3 separate regions of the Mus musculus genome follow, and all the other regions are linked to region 1. Evidence: chromatin contacts called from public promoter capture Hi-C data. All regions are on one chromosome and are shown on one strand. The core of a region is the stretch at or near the end of the contact, and the rest is flanking DNA. Distances in the headings are between cores, read along the strand shown. Region 1 holds the start of Tcp11l1 (t-complex 11 like 1). Region 2 holds the start of Elf5 (E74-like factor 5). Region 3 overlaps Abtb2 (ankyrin repeat and BTB (POZ) domain containing 2).

Region 1 (4,733 bases), core at 1,653-4,152:
GTTTCTCTGTATAGCCTTGGCTGGAACTCACTTTGTAGACCAGGCTGACCTCAAACTCAGAAATCCGCCTGCCTCTGCCTCTCGAGTGCTGGGACTAAAGGCGTGCACCACCACTCCCCACAAAAGAAATCTTTTAATTACATTAAAGTTTTTAAGCCCTCCCCACCCTTTGCTGTTTTTAGGATATTTCCAGTTAAGAAAGATGATGCTTCAGCATTTACAACACTGATAATAACACTTTGAGGATCACAAACTATTGTCATAAACACCAATTCAGCTCATTACATACTTGGAAGGTAGTCGAAGAATCTAAAGAAATGTACTATGTTTTAAAGAGATTTGGCCCACTTCTGCACACTGGAGAGAAGAATCACTTGGTATAATTATCTAAAATCGCAAGAGACCTCAATTTAAAAACAGAATAAAGTTACTGGAATTCAAATCTGCAGGCTTGTTGCGATCATCAGTCTCACTGTCACCTTGGAAAGGACCCTCGGGAGAACTGTCCAGATCAGGCTGGCTCAGTTCATGGGGGTGCTGGAGAGCCCCTTGATTGGTTTCCTTGATTTCGTTCACCGAGGTGGGAAGACTCTCCCCACCCTTGGGCAGCACCATTTCCTGGGCTGGGTTCTGGCCTAACAACAGTTCCATAGAAAGGGACTGTGCACTAGACGACTTTGTTGCTATTTCTTGACCATGAATGTGACATGCCCAGCTACCTCATGCTCCTGCTGGGCTGTGGGCCAAAAATAACCCCCCTTACGTGCTTAAGTTTCTTTTCTTTTCTTTTCTTTTCTTTTCTTTCCTTTTGAAACAAGATCTCACAACCCTGGCTACAGGCACCTGCCTCTGCCTCTGTTTTGGGGAGCCAGGGTCCCTCTTTGTACTTTTTTTTTTTTTTAGATTTATTTATTAACATTGTAGCTGACTTCAGACACACCAGAAGAGGGCGTCAGATCTCATTACAGGTGGTTGTGAGCCACCACGTGGTTGCTGGGATTTGAACTCAGGACCTTGGGAAGACCAGCCTCCACACCCCCCACCCCATGTACTTTCTAGCTAGCCTAGGACTCACCATACAGCCCCCGAACTCATAAGAAGAGCTGCCCACCTCAGCTCCTGGGGCTTTCAATCCCAGAAAGCCATGTGCCACCACTCCCTGCCCAACTTTTCCTTCCAAAACCCATTTCTCCATTGTCTTAAATCCTACTAGCGTTTGGAAGTGCAACAGATCCAATGTTCATTACCTACAGATTCTATAAGAAACAAAACATCTAATTTTATCCTCTTCAAACACCAGGGAGCTGTCCAGAGGAAGTCATTCACTGGATACAGAGAAGAGGAAAGGCAAGATGCCTTGAGTCACAAAAGACTGTCCCTGTCCCCCCAAGACCCTGTTCAGGTCCTGTCTCCTCCCAGGGCTCTTCCTTCAACCTTATGAATGTTTACATCTTTCTCCAAAGTCCTGCAAGGCTGATTGTGAGACAGCTGGCATCCATCACTGCCTTTAATTCCAGTCAAAATATGATTATTCCAATAGGGATAGGAAGCTGAAAACAATCTAATCAGAGACGGACAGGCATGCTTGCAAGGAGCCACAATGAAACTCAAATTAGCATGACGCTGCTATTCTGAAGAGGAGGAAGCTGAGAAAACTTTCCCAGAAAAGATGACATGTGACCTGTCTTTGAAAGGAGTAGAATTTCACCAAGTTATAACGTCGGGGTAGGGGTGAAAGGAGGGGGGTTTTCATTCCTCCAGCAGAAAAGCCAGTGGTGCCTGAAATGGAAAAGTGGCAGTAAGCAAAGATGGAAAGAGGAATTGGGGGTCTGGTGGGGAAAGCGCTAATTTGTACTCTAAAAATGAAATGAAAAGCTTTGTCTAGATTTTGAACTTCTCAAGAGCCAAGATCAATCATATTCTCCATAAATGCTCTATTAGTATACCCCTAAGCCCCCAAGCCCGGCAAACAGATACTCATTTGTTGACAGACATAAAACCCTGTGTCATCTGTGTGATGTCACTGTTAGGAGGGGTTGTTCAAGGTGTTTTGGGTAGCACTGAACCTGTGGTTTAAAAGTGACAATAACTTCAGTAAAAGTGGCCCATTTTTCTTAAAATGTCCTATTCCCCCATCACTACTGAGGTCTCATTCTGTGTCTTTACTGTGGCTTCAGTTTTCTACAGTTAAGTGCCTCCTGGTTTCCTGCATAAGGGTACCCTGCGGCCACAGACTGCCACACCACCACCATTCCACACTGGCAGCTATAATTAAAGAGTAGTAGGATTATGGGGGGGGGGGTGCTATTTAATTGCTCTCATTCATTCACTCAACAATCATAAAACCCTATGGTACCTAACCAGGAAACCGAGGGGGAGGATCCTGGCACGGGGACCGGCATCTGTCGGAGCTGCACGCCGGCCCAAGCTGAACACAAAAGAATCCTCCAGAAAGGGTCTTTCAAGCGAAAAGAAAAGATCTCTGACCCCCGGCGCCGGGAACCGCGTTCAGATTTCGTCGTAAACAGCTGTTTCGGTCGGCGAGGGCAGGGGCGCGCCGGGGAGTCCGGCCTGGAGGGTGGGCCTCACCCATCCCTGTTCTCCTCCTCGCTCCACCCTGCATCCTCGGGACCCGACCGGCTGGGAGAGGTCCAGAAACCGGAGCGCTTTCGCCCGGTGGATCCCGGGCCGGCCCGCCGGCCTCTGCCCCGCTCACCTGCCGCGGCGTCGGCGACCACCCAGGGTCACTCCGGCTGCGAGTACCGCGGGGTCCGCGACGCGAAAGGGGGGGAGCGATGCGCGCCGGCCTGGGCGCCTGGGCCTCGACCCCCGCCGGGGCGCCTGGCTCTCCCCGAGCTGCGGGCCGTCCTCTGTGCCCCGCGTCGGTGGGCAGCGCCGGCCGCGCTCAGTGCGGGGCGGGGGAGGCGGGATGCGCCTGCCCAGCGTGGGCGGCGCCATGCTCCTGTACGGACCGGCGGCCGGCTCTCCCGCTGTCACCAAGGGGCTCGGGAATCTGGCGCTCGGAGCTGAGCTTCACTACGTTTTTGTGTGGAAAGGCTGATGCGGGCCCGGGGAGGGGGGCGGCCGAGGGAGTGCGGTGGCCCCCGGCTCGAAGTCGCTCCGGCCGCACAGGGAGGCGCCATGTTGAGGTTGGGCAAAAGCGGAGGCGATGGCGCGCAGTTAAAAGTGTGGTAAAGCGCAGGGCGCCTTAGAAGCTACTTTCCCTGCCAGGACTTTGAAAACTGAATATTCCATCAACCAGGCCAATCTCACTCCCTTGCCTTCATTTTGGACACCCACACACTCACAGGCTCCTTTTGGATTCTGAGCCCTGGCTTGAGCGGTCCCTTCGAAGTGTTTGGGTGACCGAGGCTTCAGCTTGATATGAAAAGAGGCGAGAGCAGCGGTTCCCTAGCTCAGCCCTTGGAGAAGTTGCGTTCCAGAAAGGAAGATCATTTCCCCTAAATATCATGTCCCTGGGTCCATAAAGTTGGGGCGGGCATGATCATTGTTGTACAAGAAAAAAAAAATTAAGCCAACAAAAACATCACCCCACTCCAAGCCTGGGGCGCTATAATAGCTAACTTCACTAACAGAAATACTTTGTCATCTGTCTCTATCTTAAATAAAAGATAGGAATCTTTGCTACTTTGTAGATTCTCCTCCCCCACTCCTTCCCCCTCTAACACTAGACCGAAGAGAAATAAGCATAGAGGGGAGAGACAGAGGACAGAGGGGGTGGGGGTGGGAGAGGGATTCTTGATTGATTGATTTGGTTTTTCGAGACAGGGTTTCTCTGTATAGTCCTGGCTGTCCAGGAACTCACTCTGTAGACCAGGCTAGCCTCGAACTCAGAAATCCACCTGCCTCTGTCTCCCAAGTGCTGGGGTTAAAGGCGTGCACCACCACGCCCGGCTAAGGGATCCCTGAATTTAATTTCTTTCCTTTTTTCTTTTTTTCTTTTTTTTTCTTTAAGCACTACTACTAACAAACCGCATATGTAAACTCCGGGCCCCACCTACTGTTTATATATCACTGAAAAGTTTCCAGAATTCCCAACTCACACAATCATAGAAACTATTTGCAGCTCGCAAAACGGAGCTGGAGCTCGAGGCAAATCATTGTCCGCTGTTGCAGACAGTCCTAAGCAGTTCCCCCATCCCTATACCTGGGATTAAAATGAAAGCACATTTTAAAATTTGTGGTTTTGTTGGGCTTTTTTTGGTTTTTGGAGACAGGGTTTCTCTGTGTAGCCCTGGCTGTCCTGGAACTCACTTTGTAGACCAGGCTGGCATCGAACTCAGAAATCCACCTGCCTCTGCCTCCCAAGTGCTGGGATTAAAGGTGTGCGCCACCACTGCCCGGCTTGTTTGTTTTTAAAGATTTATTTACTTATTTTATATAGGTACACTGTAGCTGTCTTCAGACACACCAGAAGAGGGCATCAGATCTCATTACAGATGGTTGTGAACCATGCATGTGGTTGCTGGGATTTGAACTCATGTCCTTTGGAAGAGCAGTCAGTGCTCTTAACTGCTGAGCCATCTCTCCAGCCCTGTATTTGTGATTTTAAAGAAACTAAAATTCCGAATTTCTCAAAAATGTCACTACATGATTTAACTGCTTTTTAGTGCTTTATTAACGAACTTATTTATACATTTTTTAACGGTCCCAGTTTTAATGGAAGGTGTATAGCGTGCTGCATTGCATCTTGAGGCTGAGTTGCTGTGTGT
Region 2 (4,733 bases), core at 1,218-3,717, 1.3 Mb before region 1:
AGAGTGCAAGTTCTCTTTTGTTTTTGTTTTATATTAATCATCCCTTTTAACGACTGGTCCAGAAGCCTCTAATTCCCCAGGCAGTCACCCAGAGATGCTACATTATGTACTCAGGACCACAAAGCAAAACAGGACCACTAGCATCCAAACTCGGGTCATAGAAAAAAATGCAAATTCTCCAAAACTGCTTTGGTTTTCTAAAAACATATTGTTTTCTAAAGACAGTAGCAGAATAGCCCGTTTTTCTTGGACACTTTTCCTTGGGAAGACAGTGTGTGTGTGTGTGTGTGTGTGTGTGTGTGTGTGTGTGTGTGCTCGCGCGCACGTGTGCGCACGTGCGTGTGGTTCAGAAACTGGTAACGAGGTGGGACAAAGCTCAGCAGCAGAGAAAATCATGTGCAGGACAGAGGAGTCCCCCAAAAAACAGGCTTCAACAGGACAAGTCACAGATGTTAAAACTTCTGTGAGGACATCTGAATTCGGTTATTTCCAGATTCTGGTCCTGTGCAGATACTTTTGTTCAGACGAAATTTTACCAAGAAGATTTAGAGAAAAGCTTTGGGGCTCTTCTTGAATCCCTCTTCTAAACTCTCGACCTTCAAACAGGACACTTTTTAAACTCCCGCCTAAGGGCTGGAGAGATGGTGCTGTGGATAAAGCACTTCCCTCCCCAAGCCTTGAGTTCAGTCAATCTCTAGAACCCAAATTAAAGAAAAAGCCAGGTGTAGCAGGGCAGGCCTGCAATCCCAGGACTAGAGAGGCAGAGTCAGGAGGAGCCTGGAAGCTTGTAACCCAGCTAGTGTAGCTAAATCAGGCTCAGCAATAGACTGTGCCAAAAGCAAAGAGGAGAGGCTGGAGAGATGGCTCAAAGTTTGCTGCTCTTGCAGAGGACCCAGGTTCAATTCCCAGCACCCACGTGGCAGCTCACAACCGTCTGTAACTCCAGTTCCAGAGGATCTGACCCTCTCACATACAGGATACAAGTAGGCAGAATACCAGTATGCATTAAAAAAAAAAAAAAAAAAAAAAACATGTTTTAAAAATGCCTAGTGATACAGGGTCTCATTGTGTGGATCACCCTGGGTAGCCTAAAACTCACTGTGTAAATCAACCTGGCCTCAAACCCACAGATATCTGCCGCCTGAGTGTTGGGATTAAAGGCACTGTTAAATCCAACAAAATGATTAAATAAATAAATAAATAACTTAATCCCGTTTTCTCCTATTACTGTTGGGAGAATTCTGACCCAGAAAAGCTGGCTCTCCCACCTAAGGTCCCAGAGCCAAGCCAGAGCCTCAACAGGCCACTTATCTTGCCCCGACTATTTTTCCATGATGACACATGACTCCTCACATGAACTGCCTTTTGTTTCTTCACGCCGTTCGGGTGTTTGGATTTGAGTGTTTGTGCCTATGCCCAGTGTTCCCAAGAAAACCTAACCAACCAGTCAATCTCTGCTTTCCACTTCAAGATCACAGAGTCTGCAGTTTGAGCACCTTGGTGTCTTGGCTGCCTGAGATTGAGAGAGGAACGGAACCCACGAAAGGGGGTTATGAACACTCCTCCCAGATGACTGCCTAGGCCGTCATTTAGATTTGAGAGATGTCCTAAAAACTGGGTAGTTCTCAGTGAGACAGCTGACAGCTTGCAAGCCAATCAGGACCCCCCGCCCCCGTGTTGTTCTGGATGTTTGACACTGCAGCTCCACGATCCCTTCATATCGCCATTTCTAAAACAGAGGACACTGGGAAAGGGGGAAAGCTGTCACATGGCTCCTGTATTCAAACATGGCGCCCTTTGGGTGCTTAGAGTGGAAAGGCCAGTGAAAGCACTGCTCCCTGACTCTCTCCCTGCCCCCTGATCGGAAGGTCCCCACCAGGATCAATAGAAGGAAATATGTAGCGCCCAAGGACAGGCTTCCAGGTGATTGGCTGACATTACCAAGTATGGCCTTCCCAGCAACCCAAGGACAGATTCCATTATTGCATTAATCTGATGGATCCCGGATATGCTCATTAACTTATTCACAGTAATGCAGCCAGAAAATGACCGGCTCAGAATTTGATCCCTGAAGCACCTTTATTCTTTACCACTTCTTGGCACTGCTCTTCTTTCCTAACACGCACAGAATAGGGGATAACACTACATACAGAGGTTCGGGACTTGGCCAGCCCAGGCAAAGGCTGCAATGAACAGACACCAGGCCTGAATTTCCTTCCCTCCAGCTTGCTCAACGGAGACTGCTCCAGCCAGCACTCCACTTATCCCCCCGGGGGCAAGAATTCTCTGCTCATTTCCTGGGTCCCCTCGGTGGGTGGTGGGAGCTGGGCACAAAAGCAGGAGAAAGGTAAACTTTCTGCATGTGAAAACCACCCCCCACCCCCGAGGAGCCGTGTCACACCGTATGTCACCGTCATCAAAGGGGCTGTGCATAAACCTGAAAAACCAAACGGACCTGTCTGTAGGTGTCACTTATATCACACGGCTACAGGTGCCTTTATTTCTACAGTCCGCTGGTGCTGGGAGCGCGCTTGCCTTCTCTTGCCTTGAAAGCCTTCTGTCTGGACCTAGCCACCACTTGTCTTCACGTAAGCAGCTTTTCTTTGCTCTTTTGAATGAATTGAAAGGGGGTGTCGGGGCTCAGAGACTTAGCTGGGGCCTGGGACTGAGTCTCTGTTTCCAGCTCCCACGGCAGCCCCTCCGTGAGGAAGCCAGAGTGCCTCCTCCGGGGGTGTTTGACTCAGGTTTGACGGCTTGCCGGAGAGATTTTTTTTTGTCTCCTCCGGGAAGGTGGCCACCCACCCTCTTCACCGGCCCCCACTTCCTCTGGTTCCACTAAACCAAAGGCAGCTGAGAGAATGTGTACAGGCGCTTAAATCTCTGCCCATCCTTTAGCTGCCTTTAGGAGGAAGCCGGATTCTGCACGGATAGCCAGCTCAAGAAAAACCCACCACCTCCCCCAACCCTGGCCTCACCCCTCAGTTCTTTGGAGGGCCTGCTCACCAAGCTGCCCCTCTTGATACAGAGAATGGTATTCTTACTGTTTAAGGCTTTTTTTGTTTTTGTTTTTGTTTTTTTAAGGAGTTTGTACAAAATAGTTTAAAGGAATCTCATTTGGCCCTCCCACAGCCCCTTAGGACAGAGTGCTTCCAGAAGAGAAGTGGCTAGGGTTTTTTTCCACTGTATTCTCAAACCTTATCAGTCTGTATGCGTTCAGGGGTTTGTGCGCATTTGCCCCCTACTGGCAGCAACTGGAAACACATGCTCTCCCGCATCTGCGTTAAGGTAGGAGAATTTAAGACAGAATAGGGGTCCTAGATCATTATGCACTTAGTCTCCATTTTACAGATGGGGCAACTGAGGCACAAGAAGGCCCGGTAATTTATAGAGATGGTTTTGTGTGGTAGTCCAAAGACTCAGACCCAGGCTGTTACACGTGCTCATCCACACGGAAAGCTTCATTCTCCTGCCTTCATTCTCTCGGCAAGGGTCTTTCTATGATTCAGTGTATTGGGGACAGCAGCTTTTACAGTTTGGTTGCCTCCTCTTCTCAAAAGTCTTCAGAGTGAAACTTTTTAGCTACTCAATCAATGTTCACTGATTTTATTAAATCCTCAGGACGCTCAGCGGACTGTGTGTTGAGATGTCCATTTTAAGGATTCGGAAGTAGGTTATCAGAGATGGTCATGAGTACTTACAGATTAGCAGACCAGGATGGGGAAAAAAATCAAAACTTTTAGCACGCCTGCAAGAAAGTCAGAGGTTGCAGCAGGCTAGGCAGGAATTGTGCCCTCCGTCGCTTGCTTTGTGACTACCGCAAACAACACTCATTCTCTGCGTCTTTAACCTAAAACTTGTGATCTTCCGATCGAAGCCCACAGCTTCCTTCTATGATGTTTTAGAAAAATATAGCTTAAAAAAAAAACCAAACAAATGAAGTCCTAAATGAGCTGAAGAAAAATGAAGTATTGCTCAATAAGGCACTGGCGAGTTGGCTCCCACAATGCAGTGGTTGCTTTCAGAACAAATACTCAAGAACCCAACCCACAAGCCCTCCACTGCTGCAAGTGTTGAAACCCCCACTGAGCCCTCTGCAGCCACCCTTCTTAAAGAGCCCCGAAGGGTGGGAAAGTAACACTTCCTATCCGTGAGGCTCTGCCGCAGTGGGCATTCAGGTGTCGTGGAGCGTTAGGAAAGAAAAAGTGTTTCTCTCCTCAACGGCACTGCCAAGATGATAAAACTGTGGGAGGATTTTCACTGTCTCACTTTCCTCATTTTGCACTGGTTTGGCTTAGCTCAAAGACGTTTTGACAGAGAAATAGCCAATGCCTGTGAACAGACATTCCGAAGATAGAAACAGGAAGCTTGCCTCAAGTTTGAGGCTAGCCTGATCTGCACTGTAGGTCCATACATGAGAAAAGGTGAAGGGGAGGAAAGAAATGGAAAGGAAACAGGGGAAATAGCCCAGGTATAGATGCTTAGTTGGGTAGATATTTGGTCACATCCCCAAAATGACCTTGAGGATCTCGGCTCGGGTCAAAGGAAGAATTTTCCTCCTCTGACAAATTGGGCAAGGCTGGGTAGTTTGCACCGTCACCATTATTTCTGCCATTGGTTTGTAAGTGGGACAAAAGCCTATAGCCCTGGCTCTTTGGCTGGGTGGGCCCTATTGTCTGCGTGGTATGTGAGCTTGCTCAGAAAGGAGATAGAAAGTTGCTGGAGGCTCTCAGTTC
Region 3 (4,733 bases), core at 1,168-3,667, 1.1 Mb before region 1:
TGCCAAAGTGTTGGATGAAGAGTTTTCCAAAACTTATTTTTATAATTCAGAAATGGAGTGTGTCTGCTCTGCTGCTCATCCTAACCACAACCCAGACCTCCTGTTACCCTTCTTGTTGATTGAAAGTTTGACCTCAAAAATGCACCCGTCTGCTGTTGTAGCTGTGAAAGTAATACAAGACTTTTAAATGAGCAAACTTGAACTAAAGGGAGAGCCCCACTTCTCTTGTTGAACTTGGCTTCCGACTTGATTAGTTCACTGGGCTAAAGTGATCCCTGTACGTAATAAAGGTTGTGAGTGGTAAACTTTTTAAAGTAGACTACTGAGTTTATTCTTGCAGAATTCTACACTATGGAAGTAAGGAACAGCCTCAAACAAGATGAGCTAAAAGGGTCTTACTCCTCTTTGTTGACTTCAGGTCTAACTTGGTGTGCTCAATTTCCAGTATAGGGCTTAGCAGCTGACAGCTCATTTTTGATGTGGAGTTCTTTTCTAGCTCTTGTTGATGTGTTTCTAAAATATTAGTAAAGATTTTTGTGTTACATGCTTGAGATCATAGAAGCATTTTATAATTCATCTTCATCTGGGTTGGACTCCCTAGAGTTTAGTAGAGCCCTGACAGCAAAATGCAGAGATCATACTAGGTTGGCTAACACCTTAGGGGTGGGTGTGTGTGTGTCCTTTTCCTGACCTCAGTGTGCTGAAGAAATTTTCTTGTCACTTGAAAATGATAAATTTCATGAGGATATTGCAGAACTACAGATAGACTCATATGTAGTTAATGATTTGAAGGTCTTTCTTTCTAAATGTTAGCTAAGAAGAGTTTCATGAGGACAAAATTTAAGTAGGGAGACTGAACTTGGAAGTCCTGGCAATAGAAACCTGATTCCAGGGAGAGATGAAACTGAACCTCTAGGAGTGTGAGACAGGATAACCATCCCAACAAAAGCTTTTGTTGAAAGCTTGTTTTTCAAGCGCTGGGTCCAGCCCAGGGCCTGTGCTCTTCCATCAAGCTACACCCTAGCCCTTTTTGGGGACAACTTTTTGGTATAACCCTTCTAAAGTATGAGATCAGTATTTTCTGATCTCATTATGAGGAAAGCTATAAGTTGATGTTTACATACTAAGCAAACTGTATACAACAGTGTCTAGAACAATTCAGCACAGAGAACTATAGACTTGGATTGAGAAAGTTCTGGACAGGAGCTTGCCCTCTCTGTGACTGGAGTGAATCACCCCAGTTTTTGGATCTCTGTGGTATGAGGAGGTTGGACTAGAGTCTCTGGGGGCCATTCTGTCTCTGGAAATTTTCTGGACCCCACAAGAACTCTGTGAAATCAGTTCCCTGGGATTGACCCCTGTAATTAGTATCCTGAGGAAAGAAAAAGTCCTGGCTGAAGCAGGCTGTGGGCTGGTGAGACTAGACGCCATCTTTTTAACATTAGCATTTGCTGTGATTGTTACACTTAGGTTTTGCTTCGCCTTCTCCCAGAAGGATGAGTTCTATGTACTTCTGGCTGACATAAACTGCTTGACAGCTGTGTCCAGGCCCTGGCAGGCCAGCACTGTGGTGAGGTCCAGCCCCGAGGTGACTTCATACAGCTGGTGTTTGAAGCCTGCCTACCCAGACTAGGGTATTTATAGTAGGGGAGAAGCTAGGAAAAAATAAATACTCTACACCCTTCTCTGTCCTACTTGGGACACAGATAGGCATTGTGAGGAATGTAGAAGGCAGTGCTGCACAAGCCAGCACGATATTTTTAAATGCTGTTTGTTGGGGTTGGCAGGCCTGATTTTTCAAAAAGGAGGGGAAATGAGAGTCACTGAGGATGACAGGAGGCCAGGAGTTCTAAAAAGCCAAGATGCAGAGCTTGTTGTCCTGAGGTGTGCAGGCTTTAACTTCTCTCCTCAGTCCCAGAGTTTGAGCAGGACTTGGGAGGTTAGGCTGAGAGGCGAGATTAAACAAGCTTGTGCCCTTCTCTTCCCTATCCACCTCTCAAATCCTAAGGAAAGTCAATGAAGTGTTCCAGATAAGGCAGGGGTCCCTATGTATGAACTGGGGACCTGGTGGTTTGGTCTTCATCTCAGAGCTGGGTAGATCAAGTTATACACGGAGACAAAATTGGAAAGCAAATTGCTCACAGCTGTTCTTTTGGACTTAATCCTCCCAGGGCAAGCAGGACAAGCCAGAACTATGCTGGGATTCAATACAGGAGTGTAATACAAGGCCCCGGGGTAGAGCTGCCCTGAGAATCATCAGAATATTCCCCTATCATGGGACCTTTGTAAAGTCTCACAGATGATATTGTCTATTTAGCTAGTCTCTGAGGAGATTACAGTGCGTAGGGACTCTGGGTTAGGAGCTAGGAGGAAAGTTCAGTTTGCGGTGCATCATTTGTTCAGCAAATATTTACTGAAGACTTTGTGTGGACTGGGCAGTGTTCCGGGGAGCATGGCTGAAAGTGAAGACAGGAGGCACAATGGAGGAGCCACAGTAAGGGCCCTCATGGCTGGAGAAAGCAGCTCCCAGTAGAGGGAATAACAAGGAACTGTTCCTGGTTGCTGTAGACCGCACGGAGATGAGCGTGGTTGGGTTCCTCATGGAGCAGAAGGAAGGAGAAGACGAAACAACACAGTGTTATTGCATAACAGCGCCATGTCTTTAAGGCTGAGTGTGCTGTGATGAACTTGAGCTGATTGACACGATTCCATTTGCAGTTTAAGACGGTTATTCTCTCTGCCCTGTTGGGAATGGACTTTAGTATCAAGTGTAGAAGTGAGATGATCAAGGAAGAGGGGTTTGCAATCATTGAGGTAAAAGAGGGAGGAACTTAGACAAAGTGAGGGTGGGACTTGGACAGGTTGGTCGTGGATGTGTGTATGGTCAGAGCCAATGGTATTTACCTACAGTTTGGTATGTGAGTTAAGAGAGGAAAAACTGAGTGACGACGGTAAGGCTTATGGGCCAGGCTTCACTAAAGTATTGAAGGGGCAGGACTAAGCCAGAGACTTAAGTGTAGATTTGGTTGTTTGTCCCAGATGTAATCTACAGAGATAGTAAGTAAGAAGCTGGGTAGGAGGCAAGGCCACCTTATACTTTCTCAATCGTGTAATAGATTGAATAGCTGTACTCATTTGTTTTTCCAGAGGCATAGCCCAACAAGACTGGTCAGGACTTGGGCAAGAGAGGGTTAATTTCTATTTAACATGTTCAGTTGTTAGCCTAAAGAAGCTCCTTTGTAGATGGCCAATAGCCTACACAAAGGTGATCAGCTCTACTGTTTTCAGTCATTAACACGTGGTCTGTTTAATTAGGTCCACTAGTTCTGTGAACTACTTGGAACTTTGCATACATGTTCTTCACTTCTGGAAAAAACTATAACCCATGTTCAGGCAGCTTTGGATTCTTGCAAGTCAGTCATGAGTGAGTCAGGAATTGATATTGAAAGAATGTTCATAGGATACTGTGTATATCCAAGGGCCTGCTCTTCAGAAGGTGGGGGCATAGGGTAGTTATGGATGGGACCTTATGGTTGCCACTGCCTGACCATCTGTTGTCTCAATTTTCCTCTGCTATTAAACGGGGATATCACAGTTCTCATCAAGTAGCTCTTTCATTAATTCCCAGCAGTAGATTCATGTTATCATCACCTGGAGAGCTTAAAAATATATGTGTCTGTGACTAATATAAGGGCCTTCCTTCAGAAACTCCGAAGGAAATGGTGTGGAAAAGGGCTCAGATGGTGTGGGAAGAGTGCTTGGGAACGTCTGGTACACGGCTAGCACTCAGACATTAGCTATTATTAGTGGGCAGAGCATCACTGTTCTGGAGTGCTTGTTTCTGCCCCACCCAGGCTGATGGCTTTCCTTCACTCCTTAGCTATGATGCTTGGATCGCTCCTCATCCACAGAGCTCCCCAGAGAGCTCCAAGAGAAGCCTGGAGTGCTGGGCTTACCTGGGAAGGGCAAAGTTAGATCTGGAACGGCAGTGCTGAGGTCATGCTGCTTAATCAACTGGTAAAGCTTCTGTTAATTACATCTCTAGGATGCAGAAACTGTCTAAAGAGGTTAAGTAACCGGCTCAGGTCTCACAAGTCATATAATGAAACCGAGGCAGCCTTCCTCCAGATTCTCGAGTTCCCAACTACGCATGTGTCCTCCTTCACCAGAGAAGCCAGCAGACCATAGTGTCAACTCCCATGTCCAGCACTTAAACTACGAAGTGCTGAGCCTTACAGTGTGTACCTGGGCTATGTGCTTCACATGTCTTGGGCCATGTGGTTCTGCCATTGTGTGTATTCTGCATGTAGTCTTGCTGAAGAGCTTGAAGCTCAGAGAAACCCCCTGAATATCATTGATCAAAACAGGACGGCCTAGCTTGAGTCCTCCTTCACCGTGCTGCCTCCCTTCCCCTGTTCTCAGAAGTGTCTGGGTGGAGAGAAGCACAGGGTGATTTTATTAGCAAAGAAATGATGGGGTTGGTAAGGAGGGTGAGAGAGAAACTGCAGCAAGGCCCAGGCGCCCCTTATGCTTAGAACAGGGAGCCATTTAGGTGCCTTAAAATAGCCTGCCGTGGCGGGGTGCTGGCTGCCACAGGGCCTGTTCTGGAGGTGCTCTCTGCCTATTTAAAGCCGGACCCTTCTCTCCGGTGAAGTGAATGAAATGACCTCTGAGAAACTGAGTGCTTGCCTAAAATAGTTCAAGAGGAAGAATCTTTGGAAGCTTCGGGCTCC

Evidence for each region. Promoter capture Hi-C pulls out the DNA fragments that hold promoters and counts their contacts.
Region 2: a contact with region 1 is called in a promoter capture Hi-C map of pre-B cells, with 2.7 times the contacts expected there. The contact joins the promoter of Elf5 here to the promoter of Tcp11l1 in region 1. A contact is called at or near these places in 1 of 39 promoter capture datasets (pre-B cells) and 1 of 9 other capture datasets (liver).
Region 3: a contact with region 1 is called in a promoter capture Hi-C map of liver, with 2.6 times the contacts expected there. The contact joins the enhancer-like site here to the promoter of Tcp11l1 in region 1. A contact is called at or near these places in 6 of 39 promoter capture datasets (the 3T3-L1 cell line, the HPC-7 cell line, hippocampal neurons and 2 more) and 1 of 9 other capture datasets (adipose tissue).

The regions. Positions count from the first base shown.
Region 1 is chr2:104,709,260-104,713,992 of GRCm38.p6, forward strand. It overlaps Tcp11l1 (t-complex 11 like 1), which reads right to left and starts at 2,903. Exons shown (of 10, transcript NM_177190.5): 1 at 2,717-2,903. It overlaps Gm6306 (predicted gene 6306), which reads left to right and starts at 1,048. Exons shown (of 1, transcript NR_166704.1): 1 at 1,048-3,644. It overlaps Pin1rt1 (protein (peptidyl-prolyl cis/trans isomerase) NIMA-interacting 1, retrogene 1), which reads right to left. Exons shown (of 2, transcript NM_001033768.2): 2 at 4,667-4,733.
Region 2 is chr2:103,421,601-103,426,333 of GRCm38.p6, forward strand. It overlaps Elf5 (E74-like factor 5), which reads left to right and starts at 2,468. Exons shown (of 7, transcript NM_010125.3): 1 at 2,468-2,588.
Region 3 is chr2:103,576,389-103,581,121 of GRCm38.p6, forward strand. All of the region lies in intron 1 of Abtb2 (ankyrin repeat and BTB (POZ) domain containing 2), which reads left to right. It overlaps 8030431J09Rik (a long non-coding RNA gene), which reads left to right. Exons shown (of 2, transcript XR_866592.2): 1 at 1-4,733. Among named protein-coding and RNA genes, the nearest start is that of 8030431J09Rik, 6.6 kb to the left of the region's middle. Within about 2 kb of position 2,418, at least 47 of the 459 cell types and tissues checked have an H3K27ac peak or open chromatin away from gene starts, as enhancers often do. A contact at or near this core is called in liver, where this site is marked.